Regions from separate parts of the Mus musculus genome. Here regions 2, 3 and 4 are each linked to region 1. The links are chromatin contacts, called in public promoter capture Hi-C maps. All regions are on one chromosome and are shown on one strand. The core of a region is the stretch at or near the end of the contact, and the rest is flanking DNA. Distances in the headings are between cores, read along the strand shown. Region 1 overlaps Yars (tyrosyl-tRNA synthetase). Region 2 holds the start of Ccdc28b (coiled coil domain containing 28B). Region 3 holds the start of Eif3i (eukaryotic translation initiation factor 3, subunit I). Region 4 has its middle 4.9 kb from the start of Fam229a.

What was found. Promoter capture Hi-C pulls out the DNA fragments that hold promoters and counts their contacts.
Region 2: a promoter capture Hi-C map of cranial neural crest shows a contact between it and region 1. The contact joins the promoter of Ccdc28b here to the enhancer-like site in region 1. A contact is called at or near these places in 6 of 39 promoter capture datasets (cranial neural crest, embryonic stem cells, frontonasal cranial neural crest and 3 more), 1 of 484 Hi-C or Micro-C datasets (cortical neurons), 2 of 115 datasets of contacts at active chromatin or transcription factors (bone marrow-derived macrophages and pancreatic cancer cells) and 1 of 9 other capture datasets (adipose tissue).
Region 3: a contact with region 1 is called in a promoter capture Hi-C map of maxillary cranial neural crest. The contact joins the promoter of Eif3i here to the enhancer-like site in region 1. A contact is called at or near these places in 7 of 39 promoter capture datasets (the C10 cell line, cranial neural crest, frontonasal cranial neural crest and 4 more), 2 of 484 Hi-C or Micro-C datasets (embryonic stem cells and myocytes), 1 of 115 datasets of contacts at active chromatin or transcription factors (pancreatic cancer cells) and 2 of 9 other capture datasets (adipose tissue and liver).
Region 4: a promoter capture Hi-C map of the C10 cell line shows a contact between it and region 1. The contact joins two enhancer-like sites. A contact is called at or near these places in 5 of 39 promoter capture datasets (the C10 cell line, cranial neural crest, fetal liver and 2 more), 2 of 115 datasets of contacts at active chromatin or transcription factors (embryonic stem cells and pancreatic cancer cells) and 2 of 9 other capture datasets (adipose tissue and liver).

The regions. Positions count from the first base shown.
Region 1 is chr4:129,215,107-129,222,297 of GRCm38.p6, forward strand. Yars (tyrosyl-tRNA synthetase) reads left to right here. Exons shown (of 13, transcript NM_134151.5): 11 at 120-313; 12 at 1,572-1,713; 13 at 3,325-4,134. The coding sequence ends at 3,435. C77080 (expressed sequence C77080) reads right to left here. Exons shown (of 7, transcript NM_001033189.3): 6 at 6,709-7,191; 7 at 4,472-6,371. The coding sequence ends at 6,349. Among named protein-coding and RNA genes, the nearest start is that of Gm12976, 21 kb to the right of the region's middle. Within about 2 kb of position 4,400, at least 22 of the 459 cell types and tissues checked have an H3K27ac peak or open chromatin away from gene starts, as enhancers often do.
Region 2 is chr4:129,620,553-129,627,743 of GRCm38.p6, forward strand. Ccdc28b (coiled coil domain containing 28B) reads right to left here and starts at 3,356. Exons shown (of 6, transcript NM_025455.2): 1 at 3,262-3,356; 2 at 2,048-2,235; 3 at 432-598; 4 at 131-324. The coding sequence starts at 2,211. Gm34305 (a long non-coding RNA gene) reads left to right here and starts at 2,234. Exons shown (of 4, transcript XR_376684.4): 1 at 2,234-2,650; 2 at 3,082-3,201; 3 at 3,337-5,529. Txlna (taxilin alpha) reads right to left here. Exons shown (of 11, transcript NM_001199695.1): 11 at 5,525-7,191.
Region 3 is chr4:129,597,060-129,604,250 of GRCm38.p6, forward strand. Eif3i (eukaryotic translation initiation factor 3, subunit I) reads right to left here and starts at 3,589. Exons shown (of 11, transcript NM_018799.2): 1 at 3,535-3,589; 2 at 3,350-3,442; 3 at 1,896-1,983. The coding sequence starts at 3,537. It overlaps Tmem234 (transmembrane protein 234), which reads left to right and starts at 3,621. Exons shown (of 5, transcript NM_029748.3): 1 at 3,621-3,672; 2 at 3,924-4,075; 3 at 5,136-5,202. The coding sequence starts at 3,657.
Region 4 is chr4:129,492,503-129,499,693 of GRCm38.p6, forward strand. No RefSeq gene overlaps it. Among named protein-coding and RNA genes, the nearest start is that of Fam229a, 4.9 kb to the left of the region's middle. Within about 2 kb of position 4,314, at least 158 of the 459 cell types and tissues checked have an H3K27ac peak or open chromatin away from gene starts, as enhancers often do.

The sequences.
Region 1 (7,191 bases), core at 3,150-5,649:
TGTACATTGGGGGTTGGGAGGACTATTCTGGGGATCTAACTCAGTGGTCAGGCTTGGTAGCAAGCACCTGTACCCACGGAGCCCTCTCTGGCCCTCTGACAAGAATCTCTTGCTGGCAGCACCCAGATGCAGATAGCCTTTATGTGGAGAAGATTGATGTGGGGGAAGCTGAACCCAGGACTGTGGTGAGCGGCCTCGTACAGTTTGTGCCCAAAGAAGAACTGCAGGACAGGCTGGTGGTGGTGCTGTGCAATCTGAAACCCCAGAAGATGAGAGGCGTGGACTCGCAGGGCATGCTACTGTGTGCTTCTGTGTGAGTGAGGATTTGGTGGGCCAGGCCCAGGGGAGGGCGAGAGACCGAGGATTGGTCTGTAGGATGTCTTCCTGTATGCCGCGTGCAAGCCCTGAGAAAACAGCTCCCTTCCTGATGATGCTAAAAGATGAGGCATAAAGGGGCTGCTATACAAGTTCTGTGAGTAAGACATCTGTGTCCAGATAGACTGTTAAAGTAAAATTACATGGGTAGTCAGGTGAGGGGGCACATGCCTTTAGTCCCAGCACTTGGGAGGCACAGGCAGAGGCAGGTCTGGTCTACATAGTGAGTTCCAGAGTTACATAGGAAGAAAAAAAAAAAAAAAGAAGCCGGGCGGTGGTGGGCACACCTTTAGTCCCAGCACTTGGGAGGCAGAGGCAGGTGGATTTCTGAGTTTGAGGCCAGCCTGGTCTACAGTGAGTTCCAGGACAGCCAGGGCTACACAGAGAAACCCTGTCTCGGGGGGAAAAAAAAGAAGAAAAGAAAAGAAAATTGCCAGGCGGTGGTGGCGCACACCTGTAATCCTAGCAGAGGAAGCAGAGGCAGGATGAGTTTGAGTCTCATAGGGTCTGGTCTATAGGGCAAGTTCCAGGAGAGCCAGGGCAACAAAGAAATCCTGTCTTGGGGAAAAGGGGGAAGAATTGATTACATAATTAAGAGTAAAATAAAAATTAGTGGATGCTGGGCTGGGCAGCACCCACCTTAATCATAACACGTGGGAGACAAAGGGAGAGGGGCATCTCTTTAATAAGCCTGGTTTGCATCTCAAGGTCCAGGCCAGGCTGAGCTACACAGTGAGAGCCTGTATCACCAGATACAAGGATGAAGCTCAGTTGGTGGGGCTCAGGCTTAGTTGGCATGGAGCAGGGTGGATCTCCAGCACCTCATAAATGTGAGCATGGTGATCCACACCACAGTCTAGCACTGGGGAAGAAGTAGCCTGAGAATCAGTTCAGCTACATAGTAAGTTCAAGTATAGCCTGGGCTACATGAGACTCTCCAAACACACAAACGTAACTGAAGATGTCTCACTACTAGGAAGAGGTGGAGCCAGGATGCAGGCATGTTGTAACTGTGCACAGAGTCCTTGCAGGAGAAGGAAAGTCCTGGTTACATGCTCAGGGATGTGGAAAGGTGATGGGGACCTTCTGGGCTACAGCGCTGAGCGCGTCCTAAATCCCTTTAGGTTCCAGCTCACTTTAGCATCCACAGCTGTTGGGAGGGGAATCCGTAACCTTGCCTTTTCTTGTCTCTCCAGAGAAGGGGTGAGCCGCCAGGTTGAACCTCTGGACCCTCCTGCTGGCTCTGCTCCTGGTGAACGAGTGTTCGTACAGGGCTATGAGAAGGGCCAGCCAGATGAGGAGCTCAAGCCCAAGAAGAAAGTCTTTGAGAAGCTGCAGGTAAAACGCTAGTGCCCTCTTGTTGGAAAAATCCTCCTCTTCTTCCTCCTTCTTCCTTTTCCTCTGCTTCTTCATCCCCACCCCACCCCCCGCCAGGCAACCTCCTCTCAAACCTCCGGTGCCACCTTACTCGCTCCACTGCCCAGTCACTGGCTCTAGTCTTACTGACAGTTACAATGGGGAGAAGGGTCACGTGGCTCACCTGAGTGCGTGTTTGCATCTTCTTCTCAAGGGTGACCCACACCTTGAGAAACCAATGTTAGCTATAGGACACATGCAGCATCAGTCCAACCCACTGCAGTCCTCCTCTGCCCAGGCTGCCCCAGGGTGTTGTCCTCCTCTACACAGCCTGCCCCAGTGTGCTGTCCTCCTCTGCCCAGCCTGCCCCAGTGTGCTGTCCCTCCTTGCCCAGGCTGCCCCGGGCAGTGTGCTGTTACTGAAACCAGCAGCTGCGTCTTTCCCTCTCTCCTGCATCTGCCCTCATTCAGATCTGAGTGTGAGGAGCTTAGTCTCAGGACCCCACTCATGCTGAGTACTGACATGGAGCACTGAGGTGAGGGAGGGACTTGAGACACTTTCTTGTCCATTTGATCCAGTGTGAGAGAGCAGCAGACGGGATGTTATCCACATCTTACCTGGCAAGATGCCTGCTAAGACACTCAGGGTCACCAGAAATCATGGAGCCAAGGGCAAGTGTGGCAAAGGGCTCAGGTTTGACCCTCCATCCCACAGCACATGAATGAAGAAAAGGAAGCAGACCCTCTTACCTACCTTAACTTAGAGCACGCACCAGTGCACACAAAGGTGGTCCTGGAGTCGCCTACTCATGTGTCAGGCCCTGCCCTACATGCCTAGATTGCATCCATATAGCACATTTGCTCTCTCCATGGAACAGACACCATAGAAACTGTCTTAAATACAGGGCCAAAAATGAGACTATCCATAGTCCTGCTGGGTGTGTTGGTGCCTACATTGTAATTCCAGTACTTAGAGACAGACTGACTTATATAAGGAGGTCTAGTCCAGCCTGGGCTACACAATGGCCTGTCTCAAAGCTGCTAGACAAATCCGCAAGTGTTTCCTTCTGGTCTTTTGCTGGATCAAGGGGCATTCATGTTCATCTGCTTCTTATGCTTGAAGCCATCTCCTCACATTAAACAGCGGCAGGGATCATGCTCATGGTGCGATGTATTCACCGTTAGCCTGCTGCAGGCAGCCTGGGGGACGCTCAGCAGCAGGACCCTCAGCATAGGTATGAAGCAAGGCTGTAGGTTTGATCTGTAGCATTTCAGTGCACACCCTGGTACTGCGCTGGGTATCAGTGATCCAGAGGTCTTTGTCCTCCTTACTCATGGATATAAATGTGCTTATCAGAAGGTAAGAACACAGAAGCCTTTGGGAACTGTGCTGAGAAGCCGGGCCCAGCTGTGATGGTGCACACCTTTAACCCAGCATGGGCGGGCAGAGCTCTGAGTTTCGAGACCAGTGTGGTCTACATAGCGAGTTCCAGGACAAATGGAAAAGTTGGGCCAGCTTATTCTAATAATGTAAGAATGTTGTATCCCGCCATCATGCCTTTATTTTAATTATTTTTTTGTCTGTCTTATTCAGGCCGACTTTAAAATTTCTGAGGAGTGCATCGCACAGTGGAAGCAAACCAACTTCATGACCAAGCTGGGATTCGTCTCCTGTAAATCACTAAAAGGGGGTAACATCAGCTAGCCAGCTCTGTGCCCTCCCACCATCCCGTCTGCCGGCTCGACTTGTTGCATCTCTCACCCGCTCCCACCAGGTCTGAACTGCTGACAAGGTGCAGGACTTGGAAAGGGACAGCTCACCTTCCTACTGTGTGGGATCACCCAGCCTGGCTGAAAGGAAACGGAGTGCCTGGGCTAAGGAGATGCTGCCCAGCGGCAGACTGGCCCTACCTTCTTCCCTTGGCAGCTGACTTGAGAAATCTGGTTTCAATAGAACCCACAGAAAAAGTTTATTCCATGGTCCCTGTAATTGGAAAAACACTGGTTCCCAAGTTTCCATGGGGTTTTCCCTGCAGCTGTACTAGCTGAGATCGAGTGCCTGGTCTGAGCTAATTACAGCTTCTCCCCGTCAGGAAATTGTGGGATTTGAAAAGAAGGGAAAGAGAGCCTAGAGGTCTCCCAAGCTCTCCAGGGCTGGCAGCATTCTCCAGGCTTCCAAACCTGAGGCTTGGCACCAGAGGCAGGACTTGCCCTGGCTCTCTTGGGGTTCCCTTGATCTGGCTAGATTGGACACTCCCTAAACAAGCCAGCTGTGTTAGCAGCAGGATGGAGATGGACTGAAACTGTGGAGCTTTCTTCAGAATGTGAGATACTCCATAAAGCATCTCAAGCAAATCCCTAACCGCCACTGTCAAGTTCAAATAAAGTGTCTGAAAAGGCTTTCTGCACGGAGTCTCGTGAGCTGCATCATCTCAGGAGACAGTGTGAGTGCAGGGCAGCTGCTACGCTTACCTAACCTGGGATCACTGACTTTAGCCACACATTGGGATGAGACAGGCAGGGACAAGTAACGGACATCCCGAGTGTCCCCTTGGCTTGTGTCAGTAGGCAGGACACCATCTCACGTGGGCCAGAGCACTGGCCTGCCTACCACAGCCAGGTCCTTCTGTGGTTCATTAGCATTAGGTTCACGCTAGCATGAGGTGTGCATTCCTCAAACCTTGTTACCACGTATTACCAGTATCACCTGCTGCCGATGTCTGGAAAACAGCAGTCACAGCCAAGTTTCAATCATTTAATTAATACCTTTTAATGAAACACAGCTTTGTCATGTGTCTCACTCAAGCTTCAGAGGAGGAGGCATAGGGAAAGGATTGTTTATAGAGACATATCAAAGACTCAAAGTAAGGAAATATAGATATATATTTCTCTCTTCTAATATTTTTATGCAAATTAAAAATCAGAGGCTTTTGGTCTCTCCATTTGCACAAGGTCAAGCTCATTTACCCCAGAGGACAGAGATGTCTCTTGTAGACTCTCCTTCCTTCTTTGTACTGTGGCCCACCCGGTGGGGAAACACAGAGAAGAACCCAAGCCAGGGCAAGAGCTCCAGCGACCCTGGCGACCCTGCATCCTGCATCGTGGGGCAGAACAGTGCTTACTTTGATTGTCCTCCCTCCCAGCAGCAGCTCCCCATCACACACGGACCAGGGAAAGACAGAGAACACAAGCAGCCCGAACAGGAGGGCTTAGGGGGCCTGGACTCCACCCCATCTCCCCAGCTCTTGACAGCAAGGTCAGTAATGGGGTAGCGTGCTGCTCCCGTCTTGGTAGTGGAGAAGCTACTGGCAGGCTCTCTTGCCAGGCTGGAGCCCCCGTTGAAAAGACTCAAAGGGTGGCCCTGAAGGAGGCACAGCCATGGAGCCTACAGGAACTCCGGCTCACCTCGAGGTGGTACAAGTCATGAGATTCTAGGAAGAGAAAGCAGAGGCTGCTCTCTGGGGATAGCCACCGGCCTGCTGGAAAGATCACAGCTTATCCCCTCTTCTAGAGAAGAGCCTGGGGTAGTAACATAAGCCTTTGGCTCCCCATCCTGGCCACAAACCCTCAGCTCCCTCCACCTGGCAGAAAGGCAGCTGCAGAAAGGACATGCACCGGAGAGTGGAGACAGGTCAGAGAAAGATTCTGAGGAATAGGCCTGGGCCCACTGCCCAGGAAGTCCCTGCCAGACCCTCCCCACACCTTGGCAGGATTTCCTGCCAAGCCGAAATGGACACATCCCATGAGCTCCTGGCTCTGAGGCTGTGCCCATCCACCCAAGCACAATCAAGTGTCACAGGACAGGTACCCAACATGCCAACATCCCAGATGGCTCCCTAGTCTGGTTTTTGGTTTCTTAGTGTAGTGCCCACAGGCCTCCTCTGGCTTCTCTCTCCTCACCATGAGTCCCCTAGAAGGAGCACCTGACAGAACTGGAAGGCAGGAGAGTGGTTGGTGGTGAGTTGAGGCACAGGAAGGCTAGCCTCGACTGCACCTTTTGTGCTTTGGAATTCCACAGCCCCACTCCTGCCAGCAGCCTGGGGAGCCTGTGGGCATGAGAGACTTGCCCATCTCCGAGAACTAAGGAAAGGAGTGGACTGGACTGGCAGAGTGGACAGACTGGTCCCAGCTGGGGGCTGGCTACCAAGCACTGGCGCTACCACCGTGTAAACAGGCTCTTGGAATGTGGGTTCGTGAGCCCTGGAGGATGGACATGCAGCCACTTTGCAAAGTGCTTTGATTCTAGATTGCAATAAACATGATTCCAGACATGAAACAAAATAAACGCGTATTCTGCTCCCCTCCCACCGCTGTGGCCTTGGGGGCCGGGGTGGGGCACAGCCACCCCCTCCCTCCAGCTACCTTCTTCAAGTGGAGGCTAAGGCCGAGGCTGAAGGGCTGCTGGAGGTGAATCCTTTCAGGCAAAGGCATGAGGGGAGGGGTCACTTGGAGGATGGGCAACACCAGGCTTGCATAAACATGGAGGCTGTGGAGATTAAGGCCGCAGGCATCCTGTCTTAGGTTGTGTCTGCCAAATCCTCTGTTCCTTGGAGCTGCTCGGGTCCCTGAGAGACTGTATCCCTGGGATGGGTCAGCAGGGCCAGTTGAGTGATGACGGTCAGACCAGTTTCTTCTGTGGATCTGTGAGAAAAGGACATTGGTTCAGCAGGCCTTCCAGCTGGGGTCTGACAAAACCCCCAAAACGCTCCTCACCCAACCTTCCTATATCCCGTCCCTTCACTGACACTAGGCTAGACACTTATAGACAGCCGGTATCGTGGGTGTCTCCGCCCCATTTTAAACCTAAGTGAGATAGGAGATAATGTGACAAAACTGAAATTTATTCCGGGCGGCTGCCAGAGCACATGACCCGACTATCCCTCCAGGCTCAGACTGCTATCAGTTTTTGTAGATCCAAGAGCATGCCCACCTATGGTGGGCCCTCTGAGAACGGATTTTGCACCAGTGCCTACAGTACCTGAACCAGGGGAGCCCATCTTCTCTGTAGCAGCCAGCTGCACACCTCCATTCTCCGCCAGCTCCCCGTTAGTCCTGTCCTCAGCGTGAGGGAGCCCATTGGTGGATGGAGCAGTAAGAGACTCCGTCCTGGGAAGACTGGGGGACGGAGGAGGGACTCCCACTGAGGGTTTGCGGGCCACTGGTGGGGGAGCCTTGGAAGGCTTCTTCTGGGCCTGGGGAGGTGGCCGATGCTCTGAAATGCTCCGAAGTTCAGCCACCAGATTCCGCTGGAGGTCAGCCTGGGCCTCGGGGGACACGGGCCTCTCCAGCTGCAGTTTTTTGGTGCCCTTGGAGAAGATGAAGCTGGCCTTGGAGGCAGGAGACTGTGGCGACCGTGGCTCTGCCTCGGGTATTCCAGTGGGCAGAGCACTCGCAGGACTCTCACTGGCAGCCAGGCTAGAGGCCTTGAGTCGGACGGCAGCATGGAGCCCAGAGGAGGGAG
Region 2 (7,191 bases), core at 2,106-4,605, 400 kb after region 1:
TGGAGCTTGGGGGAGGGGGGGCTCACAACTCTTGGGTTCATGTACCCAACTTTCCATGGGAGACTTGGGAGCCTGTGCCCTCTCCACCCTTGGTGTCCCAGGATCCACAACAGCCAGCTCTATGACCCACATTGCTAAGCAGCTGGTCCAGGTTGCGGTCAGCCATTGTCTTCTTCTGCTCCTCAGGCAAGCCTTCTGTGACCCCATCCTCCTCTTCTTCCTCGTCCTCTTCCTCCCCACACACATCCAGGCTGAAGTGCAGTCTGGCCAACTTCTCCTGCATCTCCCGAACATGCTCCAGCTGCTCGAAGGAACATTCCTTCCCTGGACAACTCTTGAGTTTAGGAGGCAGCCTGGGACCCTAACCCCAGCCTGTCCCCAGACCAAGATCCCCAGCAGCACCCACAGAACTGCCCTGCTCCCGGACTTACCAAAGGCCTGCAGGCGGCCTGAATGAAAATCATTGAGCAAGTTCAGCAGTCCTCCCTCCATCTCATAAACATCTGTCACCTCTGTCAGGAAGGAGTGTTGCAGGGGTGTGCCTGCGGAGCCGCCTCCACCTCCAGCCAGCACCGGTCGGCATTTCTCCTTGCCTGCTCTGGGTAAAGTAGACATGACTGTGGTCATAGGTGTGTCATGTCTCTCTGCACTACTGCATCTGCCCCACCCACTCACCAACACAAACTGGTGTTTGTTCTCTGGGCCTGTCCTGAGCAGCAGGATAGGTTAAGGGAAGGAGCAGATGAAGGGGAGAAAGGAAGAGGGCAGAAAGGCATCTGTTTCCACGGATGCTGTAGCCAGAGGCCTACCTGCAAGGAGACTGACCGAGAGCCCATGAAGCCTCTGTGACTCTGGATAGGTCACTTGTCCTTGGCCTTGAGGGAGTTTCTTCTTTTACTGCCAACGAAGCACCTCCCACGAAAAACCACCCTGCTCTTGTTCCGTTCCAGAAACTGTTTTGAATTTTCCATCTCCTTGAAGGCGTGGCTCTGGCTCCAGCAGGCCAACATCCTTCTCCCCAGAGTGGCCCTGAACACAGCAGCCAGTTGGGCTTTCCTTCCTCTCCGACTGCATTTCCTACCATTCTCAAAGAGCCAGCCCTGAGCTCCGGATAAAATCTACTATGGCCATGCCAGTACATGCTGGCCAGGCAGATGGTATGGAGCCCCACAGAGGACACTGGTTTTATTTAGAACAATGGGGAAAAGAACACATTGTATTTATGGGAACAAACCTGGACCTAGGGTAGGATCCAAATTATCTTTTGTTTTGTTATTTTTGAGACAAGGTCTAACTATTCAGCCTTGACTTGGCGGGAACTCACTGTGTAGTCCAAGCTGTTCTCAGAGAGATGCACCAGCCTCTGCCACCCAATGCTAGGATTAAAGGCATGTGCCACCGCACCTGGCCACCAAAATTCTTAACATTGGTTTTGTTTTGTTTTTGTTGAGGTAGGGTCTCTTCTAACCCAGGCTAACTTCAAACTCTCTATGTAGCCAATGATCTGTGAACTCCTGATCCTGCACCTCTGCCACCCAAGGGCTGGGATGATGGCCCTGCACTACCACTTGCAGCCAGACTTCCATTATTTAAAAAGAACTGAGCAGAGAACTTAAATGGGCGAGGGAGAAAGCACAGTGGGAGAGCACTTGCCCAGTATCAGTATCTTGAGGTCAATCTCCCAGCGTGGTGACCAAAATACAATGAATTTAAAAGGAAGGAATCGTCCTCCCTGGTGTTTATCCCTACACTCCTGGGGCCCTTCCATCAGTGTCTTGGTTCTCATGGCATTCTCAGTCTTGATTATCACCTCCCCTCATCAGTGTCTAGCAGCTTCCTCTCACAGTCACACTCACTCACTCCCTCCTCAGAGCTAGAGCCAGTGGTCTCTATGTACCTGAGGACACGTCGGGTCTACATCCCCAGTGAATGGGTAAGGCATTGGCTGCTGTTCAGCAGCGATGTCGATGTCTGCAGGTCCTCCTTACACAGTGCTCGGCTCACACCTGGGAGTCTCCAGTCTGGCCAAGAGCCCCTCCCTACTCACCTCTTGAACTTGGCTCGCTGCTTGGGTGATGGCAAATGAGGGAGTCCCAGAGCCAAGGAGCCACTGTGGCTGGTGGGCACAGGGACTCTGCGCAGTGTGCCTGGGGCCTGTGCTGGTTGGGTCAGGCAGGGCTTAGGACTCCGTTTCTTCTTTTTGTCTTCCATTGGGTGGTGTGTTGGACCTCAGGTCTGGGAAGGAAGGGGGCAAAATCATCCCTTCACTCAGCACCCTCTTTCGTCTGAGAGGAAGGGTCTTCAGATGTATCTTTGTCCATCAGTCAGGAGCTCTGTCCTCTTGTCTGTACAGGGTCATATGCCAGCCTGCTGCTGGACTGTAGCTATGCATCTGAAGGACCTCCCAAGGCCAGCAAAGCCCTTTTCTTCCTGACAGCCCCATCTGCCTGCTGGAGAGGGCTGGCCCAGACCAGGGTCATCTTGCTGTTTTCCTGTCACTACAGCCCAGAGCCTGGGGCTGTAGAGGAAGATGCTCAGGAGACAGGGTGGATGTGACTAGGGGAGCAAGCTGAGGATCAGGAGGCCATTTGCTAGGCAACGGTCTGTATATGGCAGCGGATACTGACTAACTGCATGAGGTGCAACCAAGGTAAGGCAGGGACACCTGGAAATACCCTGGTGTCAATCATATGGACCAGGAATAGCCGGCTCATCACTGGCCTCTCTTCCACTTCACTTCAACTACACATGCCAGGGCTGCCCAGAAGTTCCCAGGACAGCTTCTAGTCTCTTCTTTTTCTAGTTAGAAAGTCTTTAGGGGCTAGACCTCCAACAATGTAACTCTGACTTGATTAGCTTAGCTTGACTCCCCTACAGCCCCATCACCTAGGTATCTGGTCTGCTGAGGTCCTCTCCAGGGGAGGTCTCAGCTCCCTCACTTTACTTCCGAGAGGGCGATGGTCAAATCGGAACATTAAGCGTTTAAGCTGGCATGGAACAGCTGGGTGGCATCAGTGGGGCTCGGGGGTGGGGTGGGGGGTGGTGGTGGTGGGAGACAGAACTCTTTTTCTCTCCATGTAGCAGCAGTGTGACCCAGTAAGAGACCTGATGGAAGCGGCAGCCAGAGCGACTGTGATCCGCCTGAGATGTGCCTAAGGAAAGATTCAGTTCTCAATTCGGGCTTCAAAAAACAAGCATCAGGTGCGGCACCCCGCCCCCATCCTCCTCACTCCCTTCTCGCCCCCTTGGGGTTCTACTGACCTGGAAGTTTGGGGTCTGGAGTGTGAAACAGTGCTTCTTTGCAATCTCCCTTCACCCTGCTTTCTCTCTCCTCAGGGGAACTGGAGCTGGAGGGAGCTAAGCTGGCTGGAGATGATTTGCATTTAAAGAGAAAGTAGCCCTCTTTGGATTCCCTGGGAGCGGAGCCGGAGGAGAGTACTTCCGTCGATTTAACAGTTCCCCTTCCCTACCTCCCACAAGAACTAAAGGAGCACTGTTAGTTACGGGATATGGATTTAAAATCATTTCCTTTTCTTGTCACGTTTGGAGGGGATCCCTTACAAAATGGTGGTGGCTTTGTTTGCAGCAGGGGTGGTAGGGAAATGATGGGGCTAAATGAATGTGTGGGCAGAGGCAATATATAAGTATACGGGAAAATGAGGGGCGGACACCAGAAGGAACAAAGACAATCAGTACCCAGCACCCTGTTAAGCCTTTTATGTACATTCAATCCTGAGACATAACTGTTATCCCGATTTTACGGAAAATAATCAATTGTCACTCATTCCTGGGCACGGTCGCTGTCCTGTGACATCCAGATACTCCTAGCCTGTAAGCGCTGAAGAACTGACAGGGCCTCTCCCCACCTCCGAACCAGAGCAAATAGGATCCCAAGCAGGCTGGCAGGAGGTGGGGCGTGAGAGCTCCGGAAGGAGGCTGGCCCAGAACTGTTGGCGGTTGTGCTGCTGGAGGAGGGAGGTCCCACCAATGAGGCTATTTGAAGATCTGGCAGAGGAGTCTGGTTCAGATCTCCAGAACAGCATCCGATGCCACAGGAGAGGGTGTCAGGCTGCCCAGCAGGCTCAAATTAAAGCGACCTAGGCAACAAAGCATCCATCTTCCCTTTTCCTTTAGCAACAACAGTAGGTTTCCCTGGCTGTGGGCACCCAGAGGTGTTGCTTCTGGGATCTTTTCCAGGTGCTGTTAACATGCAAACTGCTCTAGGAAGCAACTCTAATCCAAGACTTCTAAACAACCAAGAACCGGAGGGAGGGGAGCACGCTGGAAGGTCCCTTTCCTCTCAGAATTGCTGCTGGAGCAGGGTGCCAGCTTCGTTCATCAAAGTGACAGTGGGCCCAGGAGCACCCGGGGTTGCCACCTTCAGCTGCTTCCCTGAGGAGCCAGAAGCTTTTGCGGAGCCACTTGCGCTTGCAAGCTCCTGATGCGGAGGCAGGAAAGGAATCCTCTCCACCCCTACTGGAGGACTTTTAGAATCAATTTGTCTACCGCTTCTGGCTAGAAGGAATCAAGGGACAGCCCCTATAAAGCTGAGCAGTTCCATCTTTTCTGCCCAACCAACCCAGAGACCTGGTGCTGGCTGAGGCCACCTACAGTGTCCCTTAGAGGAAACCAGCTGAATTAGGGAACTACTAAGGCCGCGCGCATGCGCATTTCCCCAGGAGGGCGAGAGCACAGACCCAGTAGCTTCCTACCCCTTACTCAGCTGTGTGAACACCTTCCTTCAATAGGTCCTCAAGGCCCTCTGGGTCTGCTCTGAACTCCTAAGGAACACCTAAACACAAACCTCATCTCTCCCCTCACCCTCCTGGGCACCTGTCTCACTAGTCTGCTTCTGCCTTTGGGTTAAAGGCATGTTCTCCCACACTAGGTTCAACTGAGTATTGGATGAGGTCATGACTTGTCTGTCCTTCTCAGGACTTCTGCTTTAAAGCTTTGTTTCCTCTCAGTAGCTACGTTTTTTTTTAAAAATTACATGTATTATATGAGCACCAGTGCATGAGTGGCGGTGGGTGTCAAGCTGTATATATGGAGAACAAAAGGCAACTTGAAGGAGCAGATCCTCTCTAGCATCTGGGGAGCCACCCCTCCTCCTCACGCCCTTTTTGAGACAGGGTCTCACTACAGCAAACTGGAACACTACATGTGCATCAGGCTGACCTCAGAGTGCTGGGAACAAGGGCACCCCACCTGGAGAGCCTCAGCCCCGCCCCTTGAGATAGGGTTTCTGCTCATATAAGCCTAGCTGATATTGCCCAAGGCAGCCTTGAACTCATAGCAACCATGCCTCAGCCTTTCCATGCTGGGATTGCAGCTGTACACACCTTATTGAAATGTCTAACATTTTTTACTTATGTCCTTTGATTTTTTTTTTTTCTATGCCAAGAGCAAACACAGCTAAAGAATCTGTCATGGTCCTCAACTTGTGGCCAGGAGGATGTGGGACGATGACCGGCCACTGCCACTCTGCAGATCCAGAAAGATCCAATAATTCGATTGGCTGAGATACAGGTAAGGCAACAGGACTATTTAATGTAAAATTCATCAATAGCAAGTCCCTGGCTGCTGCCAATTCCAACGCAAACTGGGAACGGGAAAGGGTACAAAAAAAAAAGCTGTCAGCACAACTTCAAACAAGTATGGGTGGCAAAGGAAAGCAGTCATGGGGACAGAGGCAGCCCTCCTACCCGAGGCTGGTCAAGGGCAGTCAGATGCCTGGTGGTCCACACATGCTACTAAGGTGGAGGGGGGCTGGAGCAGTTCTCTGCAGGCTGCAGCCCCTCTGTGGACACCTGGGCAGTTCCACTGGCCTCTGGGTTAGCGCTCTGGAGGACTAACATGATGGGGACTAGGAAGCGTTAAATAACCATCTTTACAGAAACATTCTTACAGAAAGTGCCTAAGCTCCGACCATGGTCCAAAAAAGCCTCATGGAAAACAACGACAAAAAGTGGGGCTGACATGGCATACACGAAGTTCTCCCCTGGACAAGGACCTAAATATTGTTTGTATAGCCAAGGGCCCTGGACTCCAAGCCATACCCACTGTGGTCCTCTAGAGAAAAAGCTAACAATCTAAGAAACCAACATAGCTCTTGGTCCTAAAATGAGGTCATGTGCAGGGGACTTGCCCAAGTGAGGAAGGCGCTGGCCCTCTCACAGACAGGCAGCCTCCCTGAAGCTGGCCCAGTCTCCTGGGCTGACTTTGGAAAGCAGAGCAGCTGTAGTGACTGTAGATATGGTCAGAGGGGAGAAGGTAGAAGGGAGAGATTACTATCTGCATTGCCCTGGGTGCCTACAAGTGGATGGAGGGAAAGCCAAGGTTCTCTGGCCTGCCACACTGAGACCCAGCAGCTGTCACCCTGCACAAGCTTTAAGAGGTAGCTGAAGTGAGGCAAGCCAATGTAGTGGACCACACAAGGTCCTTCTGTCTTCAAGGAGGCAGGAAGATGCCTCACCCTTACATCTCTGTGGCCTAAGGAGCCCCATGGGTTAACAGGTCAGATCTCAGCCTGGAGTGTGGGCTGAGGCCTCACTGGAACCGGAAGAATACTATGATTTCCAAGATATAAGACCTTGGGAGAAATTCCACAGGACAACAGATTCCAGCTGGAGATGGCAAAGCCTCAACACACAGCTGCTGGGCACCCTGAGTGAATAAATATACCAGGGTAGCAAGTATTTGAAATGGTAGAGCCTGTGACATGGGAAAGGGGTCATTAATTTGTAATTTCTGGATTTAAACACATGATCATCAGCACGAGATGTTTTCTTCCAGCTGTTTACTTTTTGGTTTCCTGACAAGGGGTCCTGCTTCCTAGCTCTGCTGAGCTCTGGGATTACAGGAATATATCACACACCCAGCTCAATGTTTAATTTGAGTGTGTGGGGGCTTAGAGGCTAGTTATGAAAGATAAACTTGCAATAGTTGAAATACAAGAAGCAAAATTCCATCCAGTCTCAGTGTATGGAAGAGAAGCCTCAGCTTCCCAGACGGTCACTCCAGAAAAGCTGTTGTGGAAACTGACTCAACACCTTGGCAGGTGTGCAGTCACGAGAGCTTCAGCAGAGCCCCGAGACCACAGTAACACTGAGGAGGGTGGGGAGGGACGGTGAAGACAACTCCTCACAGCTATTTTGGTTCCTGGGATGTCTGTTCTTGACCTACCAGCCA
Region 3 (7,191 bases), core at 2,339-4,838, 380 kb after region 1:
CAGTTCCAGGGGGATCCAATGGCCACTTGTGGCTTCCAAAGGCACTAGGCACACCTACACATACCAGGCAAATCACTCCTAGACACAGAATGACTAGGGCTGGGGAGACAGTCCAATGGGTAAAATGGTCTGTGTGCAAATCTGAGGACCTCAGTCCAGATCGCCGACACCCACATAGAGACTCTGGTGTGGCTGTAATTCCAGTGTTGAGAGATGAAGACAGGAAATTCAGTGACTGGCTGGCCAAGTCTAGCCAATCAGGGAGCTACAGACTCAGTGAAAAGTTGTTTTGTTTTTGTCTCAAAGAACAAGTTGTAGGGGGCTGGAGAGATGGCTCAGGGGTTAAGAGCAAGGACTGTTCTTCCAAAGGTCCTGAGTTCAAATCCCAGCAACCACATGGTGGCTCACAACCATCCGAAATGAGATCAGATGCCCTCTTCTGGGGTGTCTGAAGACAGCAACAGTGTACTTACAGATAATAAATAAAAATAAAAAACAAAAAAACAACAACAAGTTAGAACCAGGCGGTGTTGATGTATGTCTTTGATCCTACGCTTGGGAAGCAGAGACAGGTGGATCTCTTTTTTTTTTTTTTTTTTTTTGGTGTGTGTGGGGGGGTGGGTGTTGGTTTTTCAAGACAGGGTTTCTCTGTATAGCCCTGGCTGTTCTGGAACTTACTTTGTAGACCAGGCTGGCCTCGAACTCAGAAATCTGCCTGCCTCTGCCTCCCGAGTGCTGGGATCAAAGGCATGCGTCACCACGCCCAGCCAGGTGGATCTCTTAAGGCCTACCTGGTCTGCAGAGAGTTCCAAGACAGCCAACGCTACCATAGTGAGACAATGTCTTGAAAACCAAAAAACAGGGGCTGGAGAGATGGCTCAGTAGTTAAGAGCACTGACTGTTCTTCCAGAGGTCCTGAGTTCAAATCCTAGCAACCACATGGTGGCTCACAACCATCTGTAATGGGATCTGATGTCCTCTTCTGGTGTGTCTGAAGATAGTTACTGTGTACTCACACATATAAAATAAATAAACCTTAAAAAAATTTAAAAAGAAAAAAAAAGAAAACCAAAAACCAAACCAAAAACCCCTAAACAAACAAACAAACAAACAAACAAAGCTGGAGAGATGGCTCAGTCGTTAGAGCAATGGCTGCTCTTCCAGAAGACCCAGTTAGGTTCCTAGCACCCACATAGTAGCTCGCAACCATTTATAACTCCTGTCCTAAGGGATCTGCGGCCTTCTGTCATTTAAAGGAAAATGGCTAGCAAAGTACACACAAGGTACACAGACACATATGCAGCAAAACACCCATACAAATAAAACCAATCTTTAAGCTGGGCAGTAGTGGCGCATGCCTCTAATCCCAGCACTCAGGAGGCAGAGACCAGCCTGGTCTACAGAGTGACAGTCCAGGACAGCCAGGGCTATAAAGAGAAACCCTGTCTTGAAAAACAAACAAAAAAAAAAAAAAAAAAAAAACCCAAAAACCAAAAAACACCAAAACCAAAACCCCTAATCTTTAGGGAAAAGAAAAATGATAAAAAAGATTAAAAAAAAAAAAAAAGGTTGAAGAACAACTTAAGACCTGATGCCTCCATTTGTCCCTACTCCTGTGCACACAGATTCACCACGCACATATATACAAATAAGAATACATAGTCCACCTAGTCCATATCTTCTTGGAAGCCATCAGAGCATCTCCCAGGTCAGTCCCAAAGAGACTTTCTCACTTTTACCTCAGAGTGCCCTGACCTCTGAATTCCCAAACTTGAACCTGTCCTAGTTTCCCACAGGATGAAGTAGCTGGGAGTAGGGAGTGTTATTCTCTAGACCGCCACAACATGCCAAAGCCAGTATCTCCAAGGCTGGCTAACCCATGGCCAAAAGGATACAGTCAGCATCCACGCACCACACAGCTCCAGTGTGGCCCATGTAGGTGCCTAGCCTCTCCCCATTGACAGAGTACCACACGTTGACGATCTGGAAAGAGTAAAATGATAGGATGGTCACATCCCAAAATAATCAATAGCTTAGCTTGCACTACAAACCCTCTGCAGGCTCTAGCCAAGCCAGGTTTGCCTTCTGCTCATTTACCAGTGAAGAGCTGATAGGACCGCCCAGCTCCTGGGTTCTCCTCCTTTCCTAACATAAGCTGTAGAAGAGCCAGGCCTCCAATAGCATCCTCATGTGCTTTTGTCTGGAGTCAGAAGAGGTAAAGGCCAACCTGAGTTGCAGTGTGAAAAAAAACCTTTCGGGTCCTGTTCAATTGACTCCGGATGACAGTAAGGATGTATGGGCTCCACTGCTTTGTCACTAGCTCACTGTGTGATCTTAAATACAGAGCTCCCTTCCTTTAAATGGCTAGGAGAGCTGAAGAGAAGGCTCAGAGCTTAAAGAGCACTGGCTGCTCCTCCAGATGACTTGGGTTTGATTCCCAACACCCACATGATGGCTTACAACAATCTGTATCTGCAGTTCCAGGAGATTTGATATCCTCTTCTGGCCTTCACAGGCACCAGGCACTCACATGCTATGTAGACATACAATGCAGCAAAGCACCCATACACATAAAATAAACAAAATCATTACACACACATACATTAAAAAAAAAAAATGACTGGGAGGGGCTGTGTGTGGTAGCACACACTTGTATTCCCAAGACCAGGAGGCTGAGGCAGGAGGATGGAGAGGTGTGCTGGCCACCATGGACAGATACCCCACTCTTGTCAACAGCTTTCTTCAAAGGGCAGCTGTGAAGCTCCAATGAAACCATGTCTATGAAACTTAAAATAAGTGACTTACATGCATCGGGTACAGTGCAAAACGATTTACAGAAATGACCTCACTCTGCTGAGGGAGCTAATTAAAGTCTCCATGTTTTATTAAAAGGGAAAACTGTGGTTTATAGAAAAGGTAAATGTCATGTTCAAAGTCACACTGCTTAGTAGGAGCAGGAGTTAGGGCTCAGATCTCAAGCTCCGACTTAACTCTCCACTGTTAACTATCAGTTTATTGCCTCCAATGCAAATGCCTCAAAAGACAATCCCCAAAGGAAACAAAGTGGGATTGAACAGACCACTTGATTCTGTCCTGTCCTGTCCCTGGGCTCCCTTCCAGTCTCCTGATTCTCTTCTCCCTGGCTAGGTACCCTTCCCTTCCAGATTTCCCTGGCGGAATGCTGTCGCCAACCTACCGCGGTATGGGGTTGGTTTTCCCTACTTATCAGAAAAATTTCCCTCCCGCAGGCAGTAAACCTTGTCCACCCGCAGTCCGGGCGGCGCGAACTCGCCCCCTCCGGGCCCCCCGCCCCGGACCCCCGGCCGCCCGCCCTCACGCAGTCGCTCACAGGGTCTTTGGCCACGGTGAAGAGAAGGTCTCCTTCGCGGTTATACTTGATCTGCGTGATGGACCGCTCATGGCCCTGCAGCAGGATGGGTTTCTGTGGGGACAGAACCGGGGTGTCAGTGCCGGGAACCCCGTCCCATGCCTACTGAGGCCCCCCGACGGCAGCACGCCGCGCCTGGAACTCACCATCCTGGCGGTGACGCGAGGAGAGAGGCAATGTGAGTGGGACCGGAAAAAGACTAGGGACGACTTCCGGATGCGGGGGCTCCGCCCTCTCGCTCCCGGAAGTAGAAGGGCCTGGCGTTTTCATGGCGGCGTCCTGGGGTGGGTAGCCGGGCCCCCCACCTCCGCGGGCTCCGACTCTGGCTCGGGAGCTCTGTTCTCAGTCTCCTGGCATCCCCGAGCCTCAGGAATGCTGAGCCACGCACCCTGGTCTCACTTCGGCCGCCCTCTGGGCGGGTCCTCCCGACCGATCACAGCCCGGCGGGAAGAGGGAGGGAGGGAGATGGAGCCGGGCAGCAGGGTGCAGGAGGCCGGAGGAGGACCCGGGTGACTTTCTGACCCTTTGCTTTCAGGGCAGGTGCTTGCTCTGGTGCTGGTGGCCGCACTGTGGGGTGGCACGCAGCCGCTGCTGAAGCGAGCCTCCTCCGGCCTGGAGCAAGTGCGTGAGCGGACGTGGGCCTGGCAGCTGTTGCAGGAGATAAAGGCTCTCTTCGGGAATACTGAGGTGCGTCTAGCTCTCACGGACGAGCCCCTGAAAATTTCACCATAGGTCGGCCGTATTCCCAGCCCATCTCTTACTCACTAGAAGTTCCTGGAAGAGTCATTTATCCTCTGTGAGTCTGTTTCGTCAAAAAAATGGAAAATTTAATGATAACCCTTGTATAGGGCTGATATAAGAACTCAAGTAAGACACATAAAACACTTAGCATTGGGCCTAGTACAGGGTACATGTTCAATCAATGACTATTTTTGCTTATTGTTTGTTTTTGGAGACAGGGTTTCTCTGTGTATCCCTGGCTACCCTGAACTCACTAGCCTCGAATTCAGAGATCAGCCTGCATCTGACTCCTGAGTGCTGGGATTAAAGGCGCCACCACTGCCAGGCTCCAGGACTACTCTTAAGGTCATCATCACCAAGTTGAGCTTTCTTTCGGCTCAACTTGCCCTGGGGTAGAACATAAGGAAAGCTATCGAGAACTGCCCATGGCTGCCTATGTAAGCTAGCTAGATATGCCCTACTCTGAGGGTTAGGGGGAAGGAGAGAGGTACTATATTTATAGTACTGTGTGAATTCTGTACAGAGAGATGAAGCTGGAGGACATGGAGTGGGCTACTTAGAAGGGGTAACACTGTCACTCAAGGCCTTATACCAGCAGGGACGATGGGAACTGGCCATGACGAGGGAGAGGGCATTTAAGGCAATAGAGTACATTGAATGCGTTTCTCTGTTTGCTCTAAGGGGTCTTCAAACACATGAGCGGTCCCTGAGCATTTGTAACCATGCCAACCCCCGTGGGAAGGTGCAAGCCAGAACAGGGACTCTCGAACTGGGTAACAACTGGCAAGGGGTCTGACACCAGATATCCTGCATATCAGATACTTACGTGACAGTCCATAACTGTAGTAAAATTACAGTTGTGAAGTGGCAATGAAAATAATTTTATGGTTGGGGGGTCCCCACAACATGAGGAACTGGATTAAAGGGTCGCAGCATTAGGAAGGTTGAGAACTGGGAAAGCCGTTGCACACGCAGGCAGCCCCTGACAGGTCTCTCCTCTTTCTAGTACCTGATGCCCTTTCTCCTCAATCAGAGTGGATCCCTTCTCTACTACTTGACTTTGGCATCAACAGGTGGGTCTCTGGCTCGGGTCTTCTCTGGGGTGGACGCCATATTTTACGAAGGGAACCTGAAAGACCTTGCACCTGTCAATGAGGCAGAGCACCGGTTTCTGGTCCTTCTGTGGGTCACAGGGCCAGTGAGGCGAGTCAGTGTGCAGCGGCGGCGGCAGCAGGAGGCTCATTGTGGTCTCCTAAGTGGTGATGTCCTTTATCATCTGGGAGGAGGGGGTTTTCCTGATACGTTTGCTGTGTGTTTGATGGTTGTTTTCATTTTCTATTAGAATTTATTTTGTGTGTGCACATGTGTCACAGTGTGTGTTTGGTCAGAGGACAGGTTTTAGGAGTAGGTTCTCCTTGTGTCTTGTAGATTCTAGTAAGGAGCTGGGACCATCAGTCCTGATGGCGAATGCCTCTCCCCACTGAGCGGCTGGGCTGGCCGGACTGCCTTGTTTGTTGTTTTTGGGAGAGTCTCACTATCTAACTGGGACTGGCTTCCAAGTTCTCAGCCTCATGCCCAAGTGCTAGGGCTGTAGGTGTTCCCCAAGCAGCCATGTAAGTGACACGCTGATGGTTTGATCCCTGTATCCTCCCTGCCTGGCCTGGAGTAAGTCCTTTATTTGAGTTTTGACTTTATATAGTGGGATTCATAGCGTTATGGAGATTAATTCAGTCTATGGGAAGAATGTAGCCAAGTCCCTGACAATATCAGAGAGGCTCAATCAATATCAGTATCCTTTCTCCAAGTGTTTGTTGACTGTTCCTATTAATCAGACTATATGTTTTATTTATATTATGACCTTCTGAAACAGACATGCTTATATTCATGGAGATGATGGGCAGTTTATTATGCTTGCCTTTGTAAATGTATTTTTTATCTGCCTGATGTAATTGTCACTTGGAGACTCACTGCTGAGTAAGCTCGCCCTTTCTAGTTCTTTCTGAACTCTGGCTGGCTGGTTCAATCCCCTGCAACCACATGGTGGCTCACAACCATCTGTAATGGGATCTGATGTGCTCTCCTGGTATGCAGGCAGAATACTCATACATAAATAAGCTTAAAACAAACAAACAAACAAACAAACAAAACCTTTCCCGGTATAACTGCGCTCTTCCTCTCTCCCTTCCCTCCCCCTCCCCCTCTCCCTCTCCCTCCCTCCCTCTCTCTTTCCTCCCCCCCACCCCCCAGCTGCTCATACCTGTAACCCCAGGACTCAGAGGTTAAGGGCGAAGGCAGGAAGAGAGCCACAAGGTCATGGACGTTCTGGGATATGTAATGTGTCCTGGAACACTTAGTTCTAGGCCAGGCTGTCTCAAGAAATTTAACAAGTGTTAGGGATCAAATTTAGGGTGTTCATTAAAAGTGGAGCAGTCAGGCGTTGTGGTCATACCTGTAATCCTAGTACTCAGGAGCTCACGGTCAGCGGAGGTCAGCCTCAGCTACAAGGAGTGTGAGGGCAGCCAGTGGGTGTGACTCGCCATGTGGGTGTGAGAAACAAACCCAGCAAGTGCTCGTAATCTCTGCACCATCTCTCTGGATTCTCATGATTTTTAAATATTTATTACGTGTGTATGTGTGTGAGTGTGTTAATGTACCTGTGCCTGTTGAGATCATAAAACAGCATTTGGCCCTTCATGTGGCTCCTATAGACCAAAGTCAGGTTGGCAGTAGACATCCTTACCCACTGAGGCATCTTACCCATCCCTTGGCCAGCCTCTCTCTAAACAGAAACCTTAAGCCTTTGAGTATATGACTTTGTTCAGTCGCTGTTTCCCTTATAACAGTGGTAAGTGCTGTGGAAATGCATCACAATGCACAGAGTGCCCAGCGAGTGCTAACCCTGGGAGCTGAGTGGTATGCTCGAACACTCATTCTGCTGTGCCTAGAGTGCCTGTCTGTCCTCTGGCCTTGAAATCTCCATTCTCTTTGAGGGTAAAGACCTCATTCTTGTATTGTTTTGAGGTTAGTTCTCTCTGTGCAGTCTTGGCTGTCCTAAGATCAGG
Region 4 (7,191 bases), core at 3,064-5,563, 280 kb after region 1:
AAAAGACTGACCACTGCAACACCATGTAACTCTCCCAAGCTAGAATTAGATTTGACTCCCTGCTGTTCTTTGGCCTGCTGCAGGGGTCAGGCCATCTGACCCCATCTGTTTGGACCTTTTGTTTCTCCTAAGACCAGCAGAGTTGCTGAGACTCAAGTGATTTGAAAAATATGTCCCAAATATTTTTTTTTTATTTTACTTTATGGACATGAGTGTTTTGCCTGGATGTGTGTGGCTGCACCAGCGTGTGCCTGTTGAGTTCCCTGGAACTAAGTTAAGGATGGGTTTGAACCACTGTGTGGTTGCTGGAAATCACACCTGAGTCCTTTGTAAGGACAACAACTGCTCTTACGCACTAAGCCATCTCTCCACACCCCACCCCCACCCCCAGTCTTTTTCTTTTCTGATCTGGCCTGGAACTCACTTTGTAGACAAGGCTGGCTATGAACCTGAGATTTACCTTCCTCTACTTCCCGAGTGCTCAGATTAAAGGCATGCACCACCATGCCTGTACCCCTAAGTTTCTTAATTGCATATTTCATAAGTGAGGAATTAAAGGACATGCCCGAGGTCCCCCTTGATAACAGGTAATGCTGGGACATAAAACTGCTCCACTTTCTTAAACTAAATGCCTTGAGGGGCCCTCTCAAGCAGAAGCCTTGACAGGAGGGACCCCAAGAAGGGAGCCTACTTAGAACACATTCCAATTTTGCTATTGTTATTCTATAGTTATAAGGATGGCAGTTATCTGCAAGAGAATCTTTTGTAGCACAGGCTGGCCTCTAACTTTGATCTCCGTGACTCAGCCTCCCAAGAAAACCACTGGTGTGTGCCTTAGAGTATGCTGTGGTCTCTAAAATTATTATTATTCTGTTTAACTATGAAGCTATGTAACCCAAAGGTCTAGTTCAATCTCCTTTGAGATCTAAAATAAACACTAAAACACTGACCTCGCCACTGAGCCATATGAAGTGGCATTCAAGCCCCTTTTTAGGATACTTCAGAACCCATGGTGATCTGAAAAAGGCAATTTTTGGTTGATTGGTTAGCTGGTTTATTTTTTTTTAATTAAACAAACAAAACCATACAGGATCTCATATAGCCCAATCTGACTTCAAACTCACTAGGTAGCTAAGACTGAGTGAGCATAGGCTGTGATGCCTTGCCTGGTTTTATCCAGTGCTGGAGATCCAGCCCATGAATTTGTACCTGCTAAGTAAATTGCCTACCAACCTGAGCCTTTTAAAAGTGTTTTTTAAAAGACTGATTTAGGGCTGGAGAGATGGCTCAGCAGTTAAGAGCACTGACTGCTCTTCCAAAGATCCTGAGTTCAAATCCCAGCAACCACATGGTGGCTCACAACCATCTGTAATGAGATCTGATGCCCACTTCTGGAGTGTCTGAAGACAGCTTACATATAGTAAATAAATAAGTCCTTAAAAAAATAAGTAATAAATAAATAAATAAATAAATAAGACTAGTTTATAGGCTAGAGAGATGGTTTGGTGGTTAAGAGCACTGACTGCTATTCCAGAAGTCCTAAATTCAATTCCCAGTGACCACATGGTGGCTCACAACCATTGGTAATGGGATCTGATGCCCTATTCTGGTATATCTGAAAACAGCTAAAGTGTACTCGTATAAATAAAATATCTTTAAAAAAGATAAGACTGGTTTATTTTTATTTTATATCTATTGATGTGGTGGTTTGGATATGTTTGTCCCAGGGAGTGGTGCTCTTAGGAGGTATGACCTTGTTGGAGCATGTGTGACCTTTCTCAGAGGAAGTGTGTCACTGTGGGGGTGGTATTTGAGACCTTCATCCCAGCTATTTGAAAACAGTCTTCTCCTGTCTGCCTTTGGATCAAGATGTAGAACTTTTGGCTACTCCAGCCCCACATCTGCCTGGATGCTGCCAGGCTCCCACCACGATGATAATGGACTGAACCTGTAAGCCAGCCCCCATTAAATGTCGTCCTTTAGAGGAGTTGCCTTGGTCATGGTGTCTGCTCACAGCAATGGAAACCCAACTAAAACCTGTTTTTGTTTTTTTGTTTTTGTTTTTGTTTTTTGTTGTTGGTGGTTTTATTGAGACAGGGTTTCTCTGTGTAGCCCTGGCTGTCCTGGAACTCACTCTGTAGACCAGGCTGGCCTCGAACTCAGAAATCCACCTGCCTCTGCCTCCCGAGTGCTGGGATTAAAGGTTGTGCACCACCATGCCCGGCTGTTAACTGTTTTGAGCTCCTTCTTTGGTGAATAGGCATCTCCCAACTCTCCTCCACCCTTGACTTGGTAGTATCCCACCACACCCAGCTAAAACCTGTTTTGGCAGCATGCGTGTCTGCTCACTGTCCTCATGCACTGTCCACCGAGGACAGAAGAGGGCGTTAGACATTACAGTCAGTTGTGCGCCACTGTGTGGCTTCTGAGGATCAAGTACAGGACCTCCGGAAGAGCAGCCAGTACCCATAACTGCTGAGCCATCTTTCCAACCCCCCCCCCCCCACACACACACACCCTTTTTAAAAGCAGGTTTTCTATGCTGTACAGTCTAGCCTGGCACTCAACATCCTCCTAGCACCTTCTCAGGTCTGGGACTGCAGGGCACCACCACACCCAGCTGAAGCACCTTCTTTGGTTTCCACCCGAAAAGCGATCCCTCCCGGCTGGTCCTTAAATGCTGGGCTCTATGGACTCATCCAGCCCTGAAATCCTAAATTTGTTCCATTTTCTCTCTTTTCTCTTATCTCTGGTACTTCCTTCCCTGCCCCACCCTCTCCTCAGCCTTCCTTTTCTTTAAAAAGACCATAAAAAAATACAACAACAAAAAAATCCTATAAAACATTTCCTGCCACCTCCTGTGCACTTGGTTTTCGTGACTTCAGGCACTGATCTTGCCAGGCAGGCCATGGAGCTGGGCTAGCTCACTAGCTCTAGAATGTCAGGGAGCCAGGGAAAGGGGCATTCCAGGTAGGGCATTGTAGGCAAAGGCTTTAAGGCAGGAAGGTGAAAGCCAAGATCAGGAATTAAGTTTTTAGCACTCAAGTTTGAAGCGAGCCCATGTTGAGCATGCACATCTGATGCAGAACAGGTTAGCAGAAGAAAAGGTACAGTAAAGAAGTCTGGAGGCCCGAGCTCAGGAGTTGGAACTTTGTTATGCAGACAGCAGACTAAGCCAGGCTCCATTCTCCTGTTTCTATTTCCCATTCGGTTCTGGTCCTTCCTCCTCCCACGGAGGAAAGCCTCTGGCTTCAATCCAATCCTGAGTTCAAGTCCCGTCCCTGCCATTTTCTGACGGTAGGGGCCTCTCTGAGCTCCCATGCCTGTATCTGGGGTTTACGTCACCTTCTGCAAGGCTTTGGTAAGGTTGTGTCTGTGTAGTACCAGGACGTGAAGCTGAAAACTGCTGCTACTCTGACCTTTGACTTCAAGGGGCAGCAGAGAGCCAGGCAACCAAGGACACTGTCACCACACTGCAGAGGGATGGATCTGAAACTAGGAAATTAAGGAAGAGACAACTCCTACAAGAATACATAACTGGTGAGATATTGCTGCATCCCTCATTTTCAAGGGTAGAACTGGCCAGAGACTCTAGTACTGGACTTCTTGGTCTCAACCCTTATTCTCTGGGCCTGAGCAATGCGAAGGGACCCAGAAAAAGATGTTTGAATCGCTGCCTTCTCTCTCTCAGATGCCTTATTAGCTGGCCCCTCCCGAAGGGACCCCCTTTTAGAAGGAGGGGGCGAATCGAAGTACAGATGGACCCCCAGGTTTCCATGGAGATGGCAGGGAAAGGGTTGCTTTATCACCATGGTAACAATTGACGTCAGCACTATTTCCCATCTCTCGATATGAGAAGGGGGGCAGCCACCCCAACCACGAGCAAATCCCCCACAAAGCCTTCTCTCTTTGCTGAGCCAATCAACTGAAGGTGGACAGGCTTAATATAGCATAGGAGGTAAGACGCACAGGCTCTGATGTCCGTCAAACCTCAGTTCAAATCCTCACTCTGCCTCCTCCTAGCTGTGCAACTCTGAGCAGACTCTTTAACCCCTTCAAGCTTCACCGTACAAGCAGGATAGCCTCCCTCCAAGAGCTGCAGGAGATGCAGGTCACACACTGGAACTAGACAGTGGGAAGTGCACAGTGACAGCTTCTCCTCCCCGGATCTGTCAGGGAGGACCTGCAGACATGGATTCTATTAACCCTAGAGGGGGCCCCAGGATGATCATGGACCAGACCCCAGGATGCAGGCTTGTGACGCAGTCAGAGGCAGTGGAATTTCCAGGCTCTGCGGAAACCACAGATGTCACTTTCCCTAAAGCCCATCACATCCGGGCTTTGACCCAGCTTCCTCTTTCTCCTCCTCCCCTCTGCCCTGTACTAAGCCTTGTCAGCAGCCTTCAACTTCCTGCGCCTCTGTCTACTCCTGTAGGAAAAAAGATGAATGGGAGACCACAGGAAGACAGGGGCCAACCCTGCAGCAGTAGCAGACTGGATAGCGTGGGGAAATGGTGTTCCCATGCCCACTGCCCTTTCCCAACCACCACTGAGGACAACCTCAGAGTTATTCCATTCTGGCTCATTTCCTCAACCTCCAGGCTAACATGTCCTGTCCGTATTCCCTGGCACCATTCTGAAGGAGACCCCAGCAGCCATCCAAACTCCTCAGGCAGCCCTCGAAGCACTGCCAGCTTCCTTCCTGCTTGGTTTTTCCAGTCTCCAGCCCCAGAGGAATCACTTCTCCTTAAATCTCTTCAGTGGTTTAAGCACATCAGATACCAGGCAGTTCCTCACAAAGCAATCTTCCTTTTGTTGTTGTTGTTGTTTCGAGGCAGGGTTTCTCTGTGTAGCCCTGGCTGTCCTGGAACTCACTCTGTAGACCAGGCTGGCCTTGAACTCAGAAATCTGCCTGCCTCTGCCTCCCAAGTGCTGGGATTAAAGGCGTGTGAGGCTGTGCCCAGCCTGCTTTGTGCTACTTTTTCGGTTTAGCTCCCTACCTTTAACACAAGTTCCTTAGGGGTGGAATGGCTTCTCTCGGATTCCCACTTACTCCTCAGGTCTCCGCCAGTCTTTCCCTCTCAGGAAAGGCTACCCTGACCACCACCTCTTTCTTGCTCTGTTTAGCCCATGTCTGTGTACTCACTGAGGTATGGGGCTCTGCTATGTTCACCCTAACATTGCTGGGGCCTGGAGCTGGAGGGTGCCTAAGTCTGTGGACTAGACTAGCTAATGACTAGCAAGCAAGGCCCTGTTAGACTGGCAGAGGGACTAACACAACTAAATGGCCTGACTAGGGGTCAGAAATTACTTACACAGGAAAGCACGTCGTGGAGGTGGGAAACGACCAGGCACTAGAATTGTGTGTGAATTTAGTGCTGAAGAGACTGTAGGAGAGGAGAGGGGTGGGGGACAGTAACTGGGTAGAGGGGTAGAAAAGACACACTGGGTGCACACGTGCTTTGGAAGAACAATCCTGGCTGCCCTACTGGGACAGTCATGTAGGAGGATGAAGGATGTCGGCAGAGATAGGAGACTGTTGGGGGCCCCTCCCATCAGGTAACAGACCCTTGGGCCAAGTGGAAGCTTGCACAAGAGAAAGCTAGAGATGCCAGTCTTTCTAGTTGCTTGACGATGAAAATGTAGAGCCAAGCCATGGGGTGGTGGCATATCCTAGTAGCCCAGGAGGCACAGGCAGACAGACGGCTGAGTTCAAGGCCAGACTGATCTACAGAGCAAGTTCCAGAACAGCCAGGGTTATATAGGGAAACCCTATCCGGGAAAAACAAAAACCAACCAAGCAAACAGAAAATAGTCATGTGTATATACTTTTAACCCTCAGATTCTGTCGATAGATAGATAGATAGATAGATAGATAGATAGATAGATAGATAGATAGATAGATAGATGGATGGATGGATGGATGGATGGATGGATGGATGGATGGATATCAGTCACCTGTACTTTATACAGTTCATTTAAGATGCTGGGCTGGGGAGGTGGCTCAGCAGTTCAGAGCACTAAATGCTCTTCCAGAGGACCCACATTTAATCTCCAGGACCCACTCAGCAGTCGAAGTTTACAGGGCACCCAATATCCTCTTCTGGTCTCCATGGGCACCAGGCAAACAGTGGAGCACAGATATACATGCAGGTAAAACACTATATACATTTGATATAAATGAATAATAATAGCAATAATAAAAAGACCCAAGTTTAGACTTCTGGTTCAAGCAAGTATTTCTAAGGGAGGCCATAACTGGGAGATCATAACTGGTGCGATGCCGGAGTGTGACTGTTGTGGTCACACCACCCTGGAAGCCTCCGGGAGTCAGGTAGGGGGGTGGGCAGAGACCAGCTCTCTGACACACACTGAAGGCATGGGAACCCAGGCTTGCCCAGGAATGTTACTAAGACAAAAGCTAGTAAGATAGCAAGAAAAGGAGCCCAGAGTGTCCCCCAAAACAAGGGGAGGGCCCCAAAGTATCTCAAGTGGGAGGGAGGTTCTCACTGTGTGAGTGTCCAGTCAGCCACCGCTGTGGGGTCAAGTCAGATAAAGACTCCAGGCATCCCTCGGATTTAGCAACAAGGAGGTCAGCGATGGCCTTCAGGAGCAGTTCCCAGGGAATGGTCTGGGAGGAAACCAGATTGCAGCAGGGGCTGAGGGGAAGTGCAACAGCCAAGAATGTTGACCTGACTGGGAGCTAGAGAAAGGAGGGGCCAAGGAAGGTTTTCTGTTCCCTCAGAGAGAAGCAGGACCAGAGCCTGTTTGCTGATGGGAAGGAGCCATCTTGGAGAGGCTCAACCAAGGAACAAAGAAGGAACTGGGAGAGGGAGGCAGTCCAAGGAGAGAAAAGCGATCCCTAAATCTGGCTATGCAATTGGGGTGAGGGGAGGGCAAGTCGGGACCTGTGCTGGACTCTGGGGGCTCAGAGGAGCTGCCCACTCTCCTCTGAAGCCTGCGTGAGTCACAAGGGGTTAAATAGTCCATATTGGCGGTGTGCAGAAGGGAGCTAGGCCCGGACAGTCCTCAGAATCTCCGGATCAGGAAGCCAGACCCAGCCTGAGCTCAGAGTCCTAAGCGCAGTGCTTCAACCAGGTCAAGGGCACACAGACTTGTTCTAGCCTTTGTCTTCTGCTATCCCTCCCCAAACCTCAGTGCATTCTTCAGAAAAAAGAGTGAATTAGAACA